Regions from separate parts of the Oryctolagus cuniculus genome. Here regions 2 and 3 are each linked to region 1. The links are chromatin contacts, called in public Hi-C and Micro-C maps. All regions are on one chromosome and are shown on one strand. The core of a region is the stretch at or near the end of the contact, and the rest is flanking DNA. Distances in the headings are between cores, read along the strand shown. Region 1 has its middle 100 kb from the start of TM2D1. Region 2 overlaps NFIA (nuclear factor I A). Region 3 has its middle 240 kb from the start of TM2D1.

Region 1 (4,516 bases), core at 1,231-3,730:
GCCAACTAGGGAGTGAACCAGTGAATGGAAGACCTCTCTCTTTCTCTTTCTCTCTCTCTCTCTGCCTTTCCTTCTCTCTCTGTGTAACTCTGACTTTCAAATAAATAAATACATCTTTTTAAAAAAAGACAATATTGGGACATGTCGTGGATTATGTTCTTTCATTAATTGGAGTTAGAGGTCTGGACTTGCCTTGAGAGCTCAGAACTGGAGGCTGAGATTTGAGTGCTACCAGCACAGAATCAGGGAACAGCTTGATTACTGTGGTCAGTATTGTCTAGGAGTCTGGACTCGGGACTGGGTTCCAGTACTGGCCTTCCCACTGTAAACTGGCACCATGGATGAGAGTTTCGCCTCCTTCTGTAAAACAGGGCTAATGATTGCAGCTTACAATGCACATCGAGTGGATAGCAGAGAGCCAGGAATGCAGTATGCACTTAATAGTTCAAAGCTATTATTGCTACTATGATTAATAATAAGACGAATTCATTTCCAGTGCTTTCAGAGGTCATGGAAGTGCCATTTCTATTTTGTAGATGGGCTGTGGTTAGAACCTGGGTCTTTCCACCCTTAACTTTCACAGGATCACATTCACCCAATATAACGAAATGGACTCTCATTTACCAGAAAGATGTTCACCTTTTAATTTGGAAACCAAGCGCTAACTGCCTACAGCAAAAGTTCCTTTTCAATTGGAAAATACCATGTTCGCCTATAATTATCATTGAGAAACTCAGCAACGGCTTATTAAGTGGATGTGGTAGACACTGGATGTAAGACACTTGTCCCACTAAAACAAAGCACCTGCCTGTTAAGAGCTCACTAACCCACAAGAGCAAAGACTCTGTCTTTTAGGCTAAAGAAATTCATTCATAAGTTTAGCAACCAGCTGGCATTAGCTTCAGGCAGCATCTGATCTTGGGAGTCAAGCAGCAGGAGCAGCCGCCTCAGGCCAGAGCAGAAGCTGGGACTGACCTCAGGGACAGAACAACAAGTATGCAGGGAAGCCAACTTCCTCCCAAGATAGCCTGCAGACCAACCTACAGTAAGGCAAAATGATTCTTTTGCCTTAGAAAATAAACATTAGAGAGGTCAAGAAAAGTTAGCCCCAAACCAGATCTGTCAGCAACTGGCTGGCACAGGAAAATGCACTGAAGTTCTCCAAATGAGGGCATGGAATGGGGTTGATTCTCAATCCCTGCTATGCACATTGGGGGTGGGGGCAAGAGCACTGGACTAGCCTACCTGGTGCAGGATTTTTGCAGGAATTACTAGCCATGAACAAAACCCATCTTACAACTTATGAATACTGGAAAAAGCAGGGAAGTGTTTTTTTTTTTTTTTAATCACATTCGCTCTCTGTTTGATAGAGTAGGTTATTTAGTGCATTGAGTCTTTTTTTTTTTTTTTTTAGATTTATTTAGTTATTTGAGAAGCAGCGTTACAGACAGAGAGGGAGAGACACAGAGAGTGGTCTCCCATCCCTTGGTTCACTCCCCAAACGGTGGCATCTGCTGGAGCTGGGACGATCCAAAGCCAGAACCCAGGAGCCAGGAGCCAGGAGCCAGGAGCCAGGAACTTCTTCTGGGTCTCCCATGTGGGTGCAGGGACCCAAGCACTTGGGCCATCTTCTGCTGCTTTCCCAGAGAGCTGGATGGGAAGAGGCGCCGCTGGGAACCGGTGCTGCAGGCCCGCGCTTAACCTACTATGCCACAGCACCGGCCCGGGGGTCATTCATTCATTCATTCATTCAATCAGCATTTATCTGCTAAGCACACACTATGTGCTGGGCCTGCACACTGGGACCACTCACTGCTTGGCTCTCAACCCGGGTTTCCATGTAAGCACGAGGCCCAAGTTTGTACGTAAATTTGATGGAGGCAGCGTGCCTATCTTTTCTCCTCCAAACACGAAGCGCTGTGCTGACTCGGACCTGGCTCTGTTGCCTCGATGTGGTGTGGAAATCCCTGCTTCCCACTCCTTTTGCTTTGCCTCCCTTCCCACTGGCTGGGAAACTCTCCAGGCAGGTGGCCCGGTGCCCCACCCCCACCAGGCCGCGGCGTTGCCGGCCTCGCGATTCCGGTAGGGGGAGCCAAACCCCCTGGCTGCGAGGCCGCGGGCCTGCCCGGGCGGCTGCCGAGCCGCCGCTTCTCCCAGCGCCGCCTTCGCTCTTGTGCGGTCTCCCTCAACGTCCCAAGCCAGCGGGTGCGTCTGAGGTGAAATCGTGCCAGACTTGCAGCCGGCTGCCAGGTTTCTCTCAAGTCTTGGCTTAACAAAGGCAAGCAAATTACAAAAATGGAAAATTTCAAACCAGCGTTCAGTGGGATTCAAATCGACGTTGGGGTAGCACGCAGGCACAGACCGCATTCGTGCTATTTTGTGATTACCATGATACCAAAAATACCTCCTGGCTTTGTTTTTCATCCTCTCGAACGACTTCTTTCCCTCTCCCGATTCCCGCCCTCCCCCGACCCGTTGCTTTGGGGCGCGGCAAGCCCCTGACCGCTGCAGAAATGCTAACATTTGGATCAGGGCGGCTGAAACATCTTGCCTCAGTCTTGACTTTTGTCAAGGGCTGAACTTTAAAAATGTGTGCACTTCTCAGCCCGGGGAAATACAGATAAAGAAGTTTCTAGACACTTCAGGAAGTTCTACAGGGCCTCTGCCAGGGCATGCAGCGCCGTTGTGTTTCACTCTGACAGAAGCAGAAGCCCCGGGCTCTCCCTGAGCGCCCCTCGTGCGCTCGGCCTCGGGGTTCTGAAGTGGCCCTGGAGCTGCGTCTTGAGTGATTTCACTTAACGCGAAGTCTTACAAAGAGCCTGGCGGCGTGTCCTCCCGTATTTCTGCAGTTGTTAGCCAGGCCCTGTCCCAAGTGGGTTTATGGGAAAGGCGCGCTCCCATTCTTCCCCCCACGCCCTCGGCCCTCCGGCTCGCACCATTTCTTTCCTGTTTCCTCACACAGCTGTGTTTGCTGTGCCTGGAGACAGGTGGGGGAGCAGCCTTGGAGGCCGGAGCTGCCAAGTTCCTCTCTAAGGACTGTCTGAATAGCTATTAAAATTTAAGGATCACGCACACACTTTGTTTGTTTGTTTGTGGCGGTGGTCGCTCCCTCTGCCTGCCTGTTTGTTGTAGGAGAGCAGCTGCACCAATTTGCCAGACAGATTAAATGTCACAGTCATACTATTGTCTGTGCTCTCCGGCCCACATAAGCATTGCCTTGGGCTGATGCCACATCTTTCTAGGCACCTGAGAAAGAGGGGTCCCACAGCCGTGGCCAAATCGTGGGCCTGCTTGTGAATCTTGGGAGAGAGGACCTGCCACATAAATAGGGAAACCCAAAGCTCACACGGGTGCTGGAAGTACTCATGTATGGCCACATCCAGAGACGCTTATTCGGGGTGGGTGCTGCATCCCATATTGGCACCTGTTCTTGCCCTGGCTACTCTTCTGATCCAGCTCTCTGCTTGTGGCCTGGGAAAGCAGTGAAAGCAGTGGGGGATGGCCCAAGTGCTTGGGCCCCTGCACCCTCCTGGGAGACCCGGAGGAGGCTCCTGGCTTTGCATTAGCTCGCTTGGCCGCTGAGACCATTTGGGGAATGAACCAGTGGATGGAGGAACTTTCTCTCTGTAAATTTATCTTTGAAATAAATAAATTTAAAAAATCTTTTAAAAAAAGGTGCTTATTGGTTTGGGTTCCCACAAATTAGAATTTTCTACTTGCATCAAATGATAACAGATCAATCAGGCTGGTAGTGGTTTTCAGAATTTGGAATAGAATAATACTTTTCCTTGAGCTGGCGCCGTAGCTCACTAGGCTAATCCTCTGCCTTGCGGCGCCGGCACACCGGGTTCTAGTCCCGGTCGGGGCGCCGGATTCTGTCCCGGTTGCCCCTCTTCCAGGCCAGCTCTCTGCTGTGGCCAGGGAGTGCAGTGGAGGATGGCCCAAGTGCTTGGGCCCTGCACCCCATGGGAGACCAGGAGAAGCACCTGGCTCCTGCCATCGGATCAGTGCGGTGCGCCGGCTGTGGCGGCCATTGGAGGGTGAACCAATGGCAAAGGAAGACCTTTCTCTCTGTCTCTCTCTCTCACTGTCCATTCTGCCTGTCAAAAAAAAAAAAAAAAGACTCTAACTTTCAAATAAATAATTAAAACCTTTACAAAAAAAAAGAATAATACTTTTCCAGCCTGGAATTAGACACCCTACGACTCCCTAAAGAGGGCTCCAATGAGAATACTTCCGGCTCTTTAAGGTGTTCATGGCTCTGTCTGTGCTGTGGCCCCTTCAAAACTTGCCTCAAATACAACCACCTCTCTGAAATCTTTCTCAGCTATGCCTGTGTAGTAGTCCCACTTAGAATTAATATGCCTACCATCTGTTAGCTGTAAGTCTGTAGCTTGCTCTATGGAACACAATACACTGTTGTACGTACCTTTTTTATGCCTCTTTTTCTCTTTGCCCAGGCAAAGAACACATCTTATTGGCCTCATACCCCTTACAGTAAACACAGTATAAATTG
Region 2 (4,516 bases), core at 722-3,221, 220 kb after region 1:
CTAGAAGAAAAAAAGAAAAGCATCATTAGCAGCACAGTTGGTAACATGGCATTTGCTGGAAGGTGCCTTTCCAGCCCGGAAATCCAGATCTAGGTTAGGGAGGAGGGACTGCTTCGTTGGGAAGAGCCAAGGAATGACAAATGAGAGTGAATCCTGAGATGCTGAAACCCATCTTATTGCTGTGAAATGAAAATTCATTGTTTTCACTGGGGGATGCTAGCATTCTGAGCATGTCTTACAAAACGAGGTATTTCTGGCCACTTGCAATATAAATTCAGGTTTTGTAGTCTGGTGGGGAGCTGTTGCAGGAGGACAAGACAGTCAACCTTCCTGCTTATAATGCAATCCTCAGCACCTAGCCCCATGCCTGGAATACAGAACACTCTTAGCCAAGAAGAGCTGAATGGACAGAGAGTGGCTAAACGGAGAGGTTTCCTGTGGGGCTGACTGGGTCCTCTGATGATCTGCACGTTACCCTCCTAACTGAGGTGCAGGCGCTGCAGACATGACTGTGACATTCCTTTAGCAGAGAGCCAACTCACACCTCAAGAACAAGTGGAGGGCCGGCGCCGCGGCTCACTAGGCTAATCCTCCGCCTAGCGGCGCCGGCACACCGGGTTCTAGTCCCGGTTGGGGCGCCGGATTCTGTCCCGGTTGCCCCTCTTCCAGGCCAGCTCTTGCTGTGGCCCGGGAGTGCAGTGGAGGATGGCCCAAGTGCTTCGGCCCTGCACCCGCATGGGAGACCAGGAGAAGCAGCTGGCTCCTGGCTTCAGATCAGCGTGGTGTGCTGGCCACGGTGCGCCGGCTGCGGTGGCCATTGGAGGGTGAACCAATGGCAAAGGAAGACCTTTCTCTCTGTGTCTCTCTCTCTCTCACTGTCCACTCTGCCTGTCAAAAAAACAAAACAAAACAAAACAAACAAAAAAAAAAAACAAGTGGAGATAAAGTCGGGAAAGTACTGTACAGATAAAATGGGTGGCATTTTTCTTGTTTTTCATTTCTGTAAATGATGGTCCACTCTGCTCAATATTTCTAAAGTGAAATTTTAATTCTTTTTCCAAAATTTGAGAGGCAGAGAGAGAGAGAGAGAGAGAGAGAGTTCCATCTACTGGTTCACTCCTCAAATGCCTACAGTGATTGGGGAAATCAAAGCCAGGAGCCAAGAACTCCATCCAGGTCTCCCACATGGGCGGCAGGAGGCAAAGTACTTGAGGCATCACCTGCTGCCTCCCAGGGTCTGCATCAGCAGGAAGTTAGAGTCAGGAGCCAGAGCCAGGTATTGAACCCAGGGAGTCTGATGTGAGAAGTGGGTATCCTAACCTAGGGACTCATCACTAGGCCAAACGCCTATGACATACAACAATCAAGCAGCATCAAAATTTTACCCTATTAACTACCACGATGTCTGAGGGAGAAAATAAGGCCAGTGTTCTGTCCAGCCAACATTTAGTTCGAGCTTTCCATGTGCCTGTGGGATTGTCATTACCAGTTAGCTTTCCTTTCACAAATCTACAGGTGCTTTTCTTTTAGTAACAGTCTGGTGATTATGTCACTTTATCTGCTGGTGTCCATCCAAGGTGACCAATTATGAGCAAATAGCAGAGTTGGTTTTCAAGTGAAATAAAAATGGGTATGGCTTCTGCCACCTTTTCTCCAGTGATACCATGACCAATTCACTACATTTATCCTTAGTCACAGAAAAACCATCAGCTACTGGCAAAAGTCAATGCTCTGAGTTCTTTGGAGTTGACAGAATCAGAAAGGGTTAGACTGGGGTGGATTCAGCCAGGTAAAGGCTCACCCTTGCCCATGAGATTCTGTTAGGTAAGGTAAGGACTCGTTAGATCCCAGGGATAAATGGCTCAACAGTGGCTATGTGGAGCTGGGTGTAAGATTTCCTGGTCACACAAGCTACCTTTGATTTCCAGAGGAGTTTAAAAAAACCGAAGCCTAAACTGAGAAGCGACTCATCCTGTATACCTTTCGACGTTATTCTTTGCCCACATGCTTTGAGGAACACAATAAAGCCCGTTGTGTCCTGAAAGGAAATCATCCTGGCAAATACACACGGCCTCAATCTGCCCGGACAAAAGAACCAAGAGGGGGAAAGGAAGGAGAGGGAGGCCGAAGCCAACGGGTGTCTGGAGGAGGCCTCTCCCGACAGCTGACTCTGATCCGTGTTACAGCCGCGTTCTCTCTTCAACAAAACAGTGTCACACTTTGGGTGCGGCTGGTAACGCTTACGATTTCTGTTTTCACACTCTCTAAGTCAGTTGTGAAATTCCAGACTTCTGCAATGTGACAGTCCTGTGGATCTTGCAGCGAAGGCGCGGGACCTGGTGAGTCAGTAGGGGGAGCAGTTTTCCATCCCACAGTTGCTGGACGAGAGACCTCGGGGCACCACAAAAATCTGCAGTGCCTCTGCACTTCTCTTAAAACAGCAAAGCAGGGGGAAAAAAAAGTTTCTTCACACATCTTACTATTCAGTATGTGCCTTGCCGACAAGGTTACCCCAGAGCAGCTCTGTAATCCTTCACTGAAATAGGCTTTATTGATTGCTCTGGTCTATTGTTCTCTTTTCAAGTCCCCCAAGTTCAAGTTCATCCTGGTGTTACATCATGTCTGGTTGCTAAGAGCAACCAGACAGACCCAGACGTGACTATCATTAGCAAGAAACCCTCCGCTCTCCTCCCACCAACCTTCCAGTGGTTCTGACGTAGCAGGCCCACTGCAAACACATTGAAGTATTTATTCTGCCTAATTTATGACCTACACAGCAAGCGAGACCCCCACTCCAAAAACCAACACTGTTGTATATTTAATTAATCTGTCTTTCTCTGGCACTTGGGAAAGTTAGACAAAGGACTAATTATTGTGTTTCACTCTCCACACTTTTCTTTTGGGGGGTGAATATTTGCATGGGAAAGAAAACGACAGGGCCCAGTATCAGCTCCCCCTCCCCTTTTTCTTTTTGCCCTATTGACATTTCATGAAATACTTTAGCTGCTTAAGGGAATTAGAAAAAAAAATGCGATGTGAATGTTACTCCTTCTGAGTTGGTATTCAGTAACACAAATCAACTCATGACATGTTTAAATTTAAATGCTAACCACACACTCTCAGAGTTACTTTAAAGGTTAGTTTTTAATCAATAGAAGTTGCTGACTCCGGGTTTTTGAGCTGCGCACTGCAACTCTTGGGCTTTTGTCTAACGTTAAAGCTTTCGAACTTTTTTTTTTTCCTTGAGATGATTTTAGCAATGATTTGTAGACACAGACGCCTATTATGCTCGGACCAGCAACACGGCAATAGAGGAGCCAGGCTGCCCTGTGGTGGGGTGTCAATATGACTCCTGAAGGCAGGGGTTGGGGGTCTTTAATAACCCGTGAAAAAACCTTAATTAACCCTTTCAGGCCCAAACCAAAACCTATTCTTAAAGTTTTTCACTCCTGTAATTTGACCATTAGTCCTTATTTCAACATCGCACTAATCTTCATGACAATTAACCCAGCTACTTGACCAAGGGTTTCCAGATTGGGAAGCCAGTTAGGGGAATCACATGGGGAGTTTCTTTCTTTCTTTCTTTCTTTCTTTCGTTCGTTCGTTCGTTCGTTCTTTTTTTTTTTTTTTTGAATGAGATCTCCTTGATCAGATCACTTTTTTGCAGAGGAGGCACCTAAATAGTCCCAACAGTGATAATAATAATAGTAATAATAATAAAATTCATCCACTTCACCGAATTTTCTCACCATCAGTTGGCAGTTGGAGGTGCACATTAATCTGGTTGTGATGGGTATGATAATCACGTGTGTGTATGCCACTCACTTTCCCTAAACTTCCACATACTGCTCAGAACATCGGCTGCACGAGGTGACACTGGGAGAAGCCCATTTTCCTTGTGATATTTTCTTACAACTTCTATTATTCAAGCAGTACCCGTGTGGGAACATCAAAGAACGATTCAGAGTATTTTCTTCTTGGGCCACCCAGGAAAAACACAAAAGAGATCTGAAACCGTGAGGTTGTTGGAGTTGAATGGCACCTCACTTGGGAAATGCTGCCAGGTTACACGAAATCCGTTTACAGAGAGTCAAAAAGTCATCTTCAGACGTTCACTGACATATAGGTTAAATCAAACTCAATGTATCCAGAAAAACCACAGAGGAATCCCTGTCCCTTATCTGCAGGGAGTTGCAATATTCCAATACAATATAGGCTGATGTTATCTTGATACATTTACATTAAGGAAGTAAACACAGCACTTTATTTTTCCCCCCCTTCGGGAACATTCCACGAAGGTTGTTGTGGAGGTTCATAAATCCACACTCCCACAAAGGCTCTGGCGGTGTAAAATCTGTCGGTGACGTTCACAGTGTATACACTTTGGGATGTGCTGGGGAGAGGAGCGGGAGAGAGGGGTGGGGGTAATTGTCCTCTTTCGGTTTTCAAGGTGAAACATCAAAAGAAATCTGCAGTTCAGGACAAGAGCTCAGCTTTCCTTTTCTCCAGTCAAATG
Region 3 (4,516 bases), core at 1,152-3,651, 130 kb after region 1:
GCTGTGGCCCGGGAGTGCAGTGGAGGATGGCCCAAGTGCTTGGGCCCTGCACCCCATGGGAGACCAGGGTAAGTACCTGGATCCTGCCATCGGATCAGCGCGGTGCGCTGGCTGCAGCGCGCAGGCCGCGGTGGCCATTGGAGGGTGAACCAACGGCAAAGGAAGACCTTTCTCTCTGTCTCTCTCACTGTCCACTCTGCCTGTCAAAAAAAAAAAAAAAAAAAAGAGAGAGAGAGAGAGAGAGAATTGCCATATGTATGGCCCTATTTGCTTTTTTTTTGACAGGCAGAGTGGACAGTGAGAGAGACAGAGAGAAAAAAGTCTTCCTCTTCTGTTGGTTCACCCCTCAATGGCCACTACAGCTGGTGCACTGTGGCTAGCACACTGCGCTGATCCGAAGCCAGGAGCCAGGTGCTTCTCCTGGTCTCCCATGGGGTGCAGGGCTCAAGCACTTGGGCCATCCTCCACTGCCTTCCCGGGCCACAGCAGAGAGCTGGCCTGGAAGAGGGGCAACCGGGACAGAATCTGGTGCCCCGACCGGGACCAGAATCCAGGTGCCAATGCTGCAGGCGGAGGATTAGCCTAGTGAGCCGTGGCGCAGGCCTTTGTGCACCTTCCATGTGTCAGTCTTTATCTAGGTACCTGGGAGACCTCAGTGAGAACATGGGAGCTCTCTGCTCTCATCAGTCTAGCAAGTGTCTGGCTGCTACAGAGAACCTTTGGGTGCATTAGGGATATGAGCATTTGTCCCTCAGGTTTCAGTATTTCCTTCAGGCTTCATCACATCGTAGCTCATTCCCTGCAGCAGTAGTACATGGTCACAGGGCATGGCTAGTCCATGCAGACCATGTGCCAGGCACTGGTCTCCTGCATTCCACACTTTTGCTTCTTTAATCCCCATAGAAACCTAGTGTGATTTTTTTTCCCCGTTGACTCAGTTGCTGGAGCCAAGCACTGTTGTGACCAAGCACTCATGAGGCTGCTGTCTATGACAACTTCTGCCCTCACCATGAGCGCCTCATCTGTTCTGGGTGGAGACCAGTGTCGTCCCTCAATCAAAGACACTTGGGTTGAGCAAGATAACTGGAACAGGGTGAGGGCTGGCTCTTTAAAGGATAGAACAGCATTCATTACACAGCAGACCATTCTAGAAAGGCATTCAAAGTCCAAAATACGGGAATGATGTGGCTGCACACAGCAGAAAGAGGACTATTATTAGCCTTATTTGTAAAGGAGAAAGCCGTGGCTCAGAGACAGAATGCAGCTTGTATAGTTTTAGGTGCCTCCTAAAGGCCGGGGGTGGGGTTTCATTCTGTCTCTGGAACCTGTGCATGTGTAATTGTGGCAACAATTGCAGTTAGCAGAGTTCACAGATTCTAAGAAGCCTGTCTTTACTATTTTAACATCTCTGCCATTGGAACGTGTCACTTAATACACATGATATCATTTAATAAGCATGGTAGCATGTTTTTCTTCCTCAGTGGCATTTCAAAAAATACTGCCCTTCACACACGCAAAAGTCAGAGTTAATGACGTACTATAGTCTTCTGCAAATATTTGTAATGCTCCTACTCAGTGCTGGGCAGCTGTGCTGAGCTCTTTGTGCAGTAGAGTAAGAGACAAAAAGTACATGGGAAAAATGGAGTAAAATGATGCTTATTTTTGTGCATAAAGTTTTGAAATCATGCATAGTTTTTGCATAATAGACATTTTCCATGAACTTTCTGAATATCCCCTATATATGGATTTCAATTTTTTTACACCAAAACAAAATCATCTTTTAATTCCATTCCCATGAGTCTCTTGAAATGCCCTTGTATAGACACTAATCGCCCACAATGCAGTGGTATGGGGGACATAAAGGAGGGGCACTTGCCAGAGGACAGGGTCAGGAAGACTTCCCAGAGGAGAAGGCGGGTAAGGGAAGGAGAGGGGCATGAGGGAGACAAAGTGGCTCCGTCTTGAAGAAGGATCAGTGTGCGCAGGGAGTGGTGCAGAGTGAGTCTGGAAGTGTTCGCCATCGTTTGACATGTGATGCTTGATTCCCTTGGACTTTGAATGTCATGCTGTGTTCATGGCAAACAATCAGGACCCCTTTGAGGGACAGAAGTGAGGAGGTCATGGCCAGACTCCATTTTGGGAAGGTCCCTCTGGGAACTGAATACAAAGTGAGCCAAATTGGAGGCCGGTTCAGGGTATTCAGTCTGGTATTCAGACTGAAGGCAGTGCTGGGGGCCTGAACTCCATGAGTCAGCATCTTGATAGCGAAGAGGCACTAGAGTGGACACAACTCCCACAGACAAAAGGCCTGGTGATTGCTTTTGAGGGTGTGGAGAAAGGGAAGAGGCAGGGATGATTTCCAGGTCCTGGGCTTGGACAACTGGCTGGGTGGCGAGGCTTCTAATCATGGTGGGGAGCAAAGGAAGCGGAACAAGTGCAAGGAGAAGCGTGGTGTGTATGTTCTTGTACATGCTGAGTGAGAGTCCGCCAAGAGGAGGAGGCATTTGTGATCAGATGAAGTACTCACGTTTGAAGACAGATGGAGATGTCAGTGATGCTGGGGTTTGGTTACAACTGACTGCCTGGAGCTCAGGGACTCCTTTTCTCCCTGTTTTCATCTATTCTCTTTGCCTAACGTGGCCACTGGCACATAATCAGTGCTCAATAAACATTTGCAACGAGGTAAGTATAACTATTGGAATAATCTGTGTGTGTGACAAAGTATGTGTGAACATGTGCCTGTATGTTAATGTATGTGCGTGCAATTATAATTTTTTATATGCTAGACACTGCACTAAGATCTTTACAGGGAGCAAGGCAGAGGAGAGCTCTCCCAGCATGCTTGTAGGGCAGAGTTGCACATGTGTTCCCCAAAGCTGGTGCACAACACAGATGTCATATTCTGGCTTCTCAAGCCCCTGCCAACGTTGGGAATCCCCTGGGAATTCCTGTAATATTCACTATTTCAATTTCTTCTCTTTGACATAATGAGATCTAGGACTGCTCAGAACACCCCCTTAAACCCTTGTTTTCTAAAGACCTGTTTATACTAGTCCTTGCTATGTATTTATTTAGGAATAAAATCAACATTTGGAATCATTGCAGCATCTGGTTAGTGTTTGCCGTAAGGGGTGGGGTATCCATTTCTCCATGATGTGGCGAAAGTGCAGCAGCTGTAATATCTCATTACAGAGCTCCACTTTATTTAATAAAAAATAGTATTGCTCTACTTAACAAAATTATCCTAAACTCCCCCACCCTCTCCAAAAAACCTGATCTGTGGTTTCAATGCCTTTTGCTATAATAGCTTTAGATGGTTTGCATGTGATATTAGTTAGCTCCAGAATCTGCTTTCAATTCAGTTGCTTCAGATTGTATTTTCACTGTGAGCCATTAGTCACCAAATGTTGACAAGCATTTGTTAAGATGCCATCTTCCCCTTTGTTTATATGCAAGTGCAGCAACTAAAATGATTTATTTATGCTTTAATTAAAATTTGTGGATAGACTAGTGATTTTTAGCAGTGACTTTTCTAATTTGTGGGCTCCAGAAAGAAAAAATCAATAACCTGATACCATTTATGTTTTTATAGTTACCCCAGGCATTTATAATGCAGACCTGTCACTCACCTGCAGCCTCACTCGGAGGAGCGTGATCCTCACACGTAAATCTTCCCCAGAGGCCGCGAGGGTCTGCATTTCAGAATCACTTCCCTTCTGTTTCAGTGGCAAGTGAGATGTTACACGCTTTCCATTCTCATGGTTTTCATAGCAAGGCACAAGGCTAAAATTAATATTGAAAGCAAATTGATGGACTGTAAGTTTTATAATACTTGACCCAATTCGTAACAACTGCTTAGAATTTTAATAATTTAAGCCCATTGATTTTAGCTCCTGCATATCACTCTCTACATTGAAAATGTACCCTATAGGGTCTTTGGAAAGAACATGCCCAAAATGCCAGGCTTTTATGGGAACTTAATATATTCGACATTGCAGGTGCATAAATCTCCATGAAATTGCACTGAGTTAATGCATTTACTGGTGCACACAATTCAGTAGCTACTTTGTAAAAGTCCAAATAAAGATAGAGAAGACAGGTGGATATGGAGAAATAATGAGTAAATGTCCCAATGTATATGAACAAGATGAAGGTATTGCCTTTGCCAGACTATCAGCCTAACTGGGAAAGAATTAATTTATTTTCAAGATGTTTGGGATGGTTTTAATTGCAGTTTTTCAAAGTCTTCGGGAAATGAAGTTTTCGAATTTTCTGCCAAACTCAAGTTATCCTCTCTCCAGTAGTCAAGGTTGGGGGACTGTGGAGGGAATGATGATAAAGGCAGGAATTATGACCCCAGAGATAAAGGCATCCATGGCAAGAGCTTGTTTGATTTCAGAAGGTCCTTGTCAGGAGGCTCCCAGTGGAGTTTCTGCAGTGTCCCTCCCTTCAGCATCCGCATTTTTCATGTCCCTGCAAACACTCAGACTCATGTGCTTGACTTTCCCTCTGTATT

The links. Hi-C and Micro-C count contacts between places; a contact is called where the count stands out from the background.
Region 2: a Micro-C map of ear pinna shows a contact between it and region 1, with 3 times the contacts expected there. The contact joins two enhancer-like sites. A contact is called at or near these places in 3 of 6 Hi-C or Micro-C datasets (ear pinna, psoas muscle and an unstated tissue).
Region 3: a contact with region 1 is called in a Hi-C map of an unstated tissue, with 1.8 times the contacts expected there. The contact joins two enhancer-like sites. A contact is called at or near these places in 2 of 6 Hi-C or Micro-C datasets (psoas muscle and an unstated tissue).

What each region holds. Positions count from the first base shown.
Region 1 is chr7:111,177,086-111,181,601 of mOryCun1.1, forward strand. No RefSeq gene overlaps it. Among named protein-coding and RNA genes, the nearest start is that of TM2D1, 100 kb to the left of the region's middle. Within about 2 kb of position 2,481, at least 4 of the 8 cell types and tissues checked have an H3K27ac peak or open chromatin away from gene starts, as enhancers often do. A contact at or near this core is called in ear pinna, where this site is marked.
Region 2 is chr7:111,397,195-111,401,710 of mOryCun1.1, forward strand. All of the region lies in intron 10 of NFIA (nuclear factor I A), which reads right to left. Among named protein-coding and RNA genes, the nearest start is that of TM2D1, 320 kb to the left of the region's middle. Within about 2 kb of position 1,972, at least 4 of the 8 cell types and tissues checked have an H3K27ac peak or open chromatin away from gene starts, as enhancers often do. A contact at or near this core is called in ear pinna, where this site is marked.
Region 3 is chr7:111,311,945-111,316,460 of mOryCun1.1, forward strand. No RefSeq gene overlaps it. Among named protein-coding and RNA genes, the nearest start is that of TM2D1, 240 kb to the left of the region's middle. Within about 2 kb of position 2,402, at least 1 of the 8 cell types and tissues checked has an H3K27ac peak or open chromatin away from gene starts, as enhancers often do.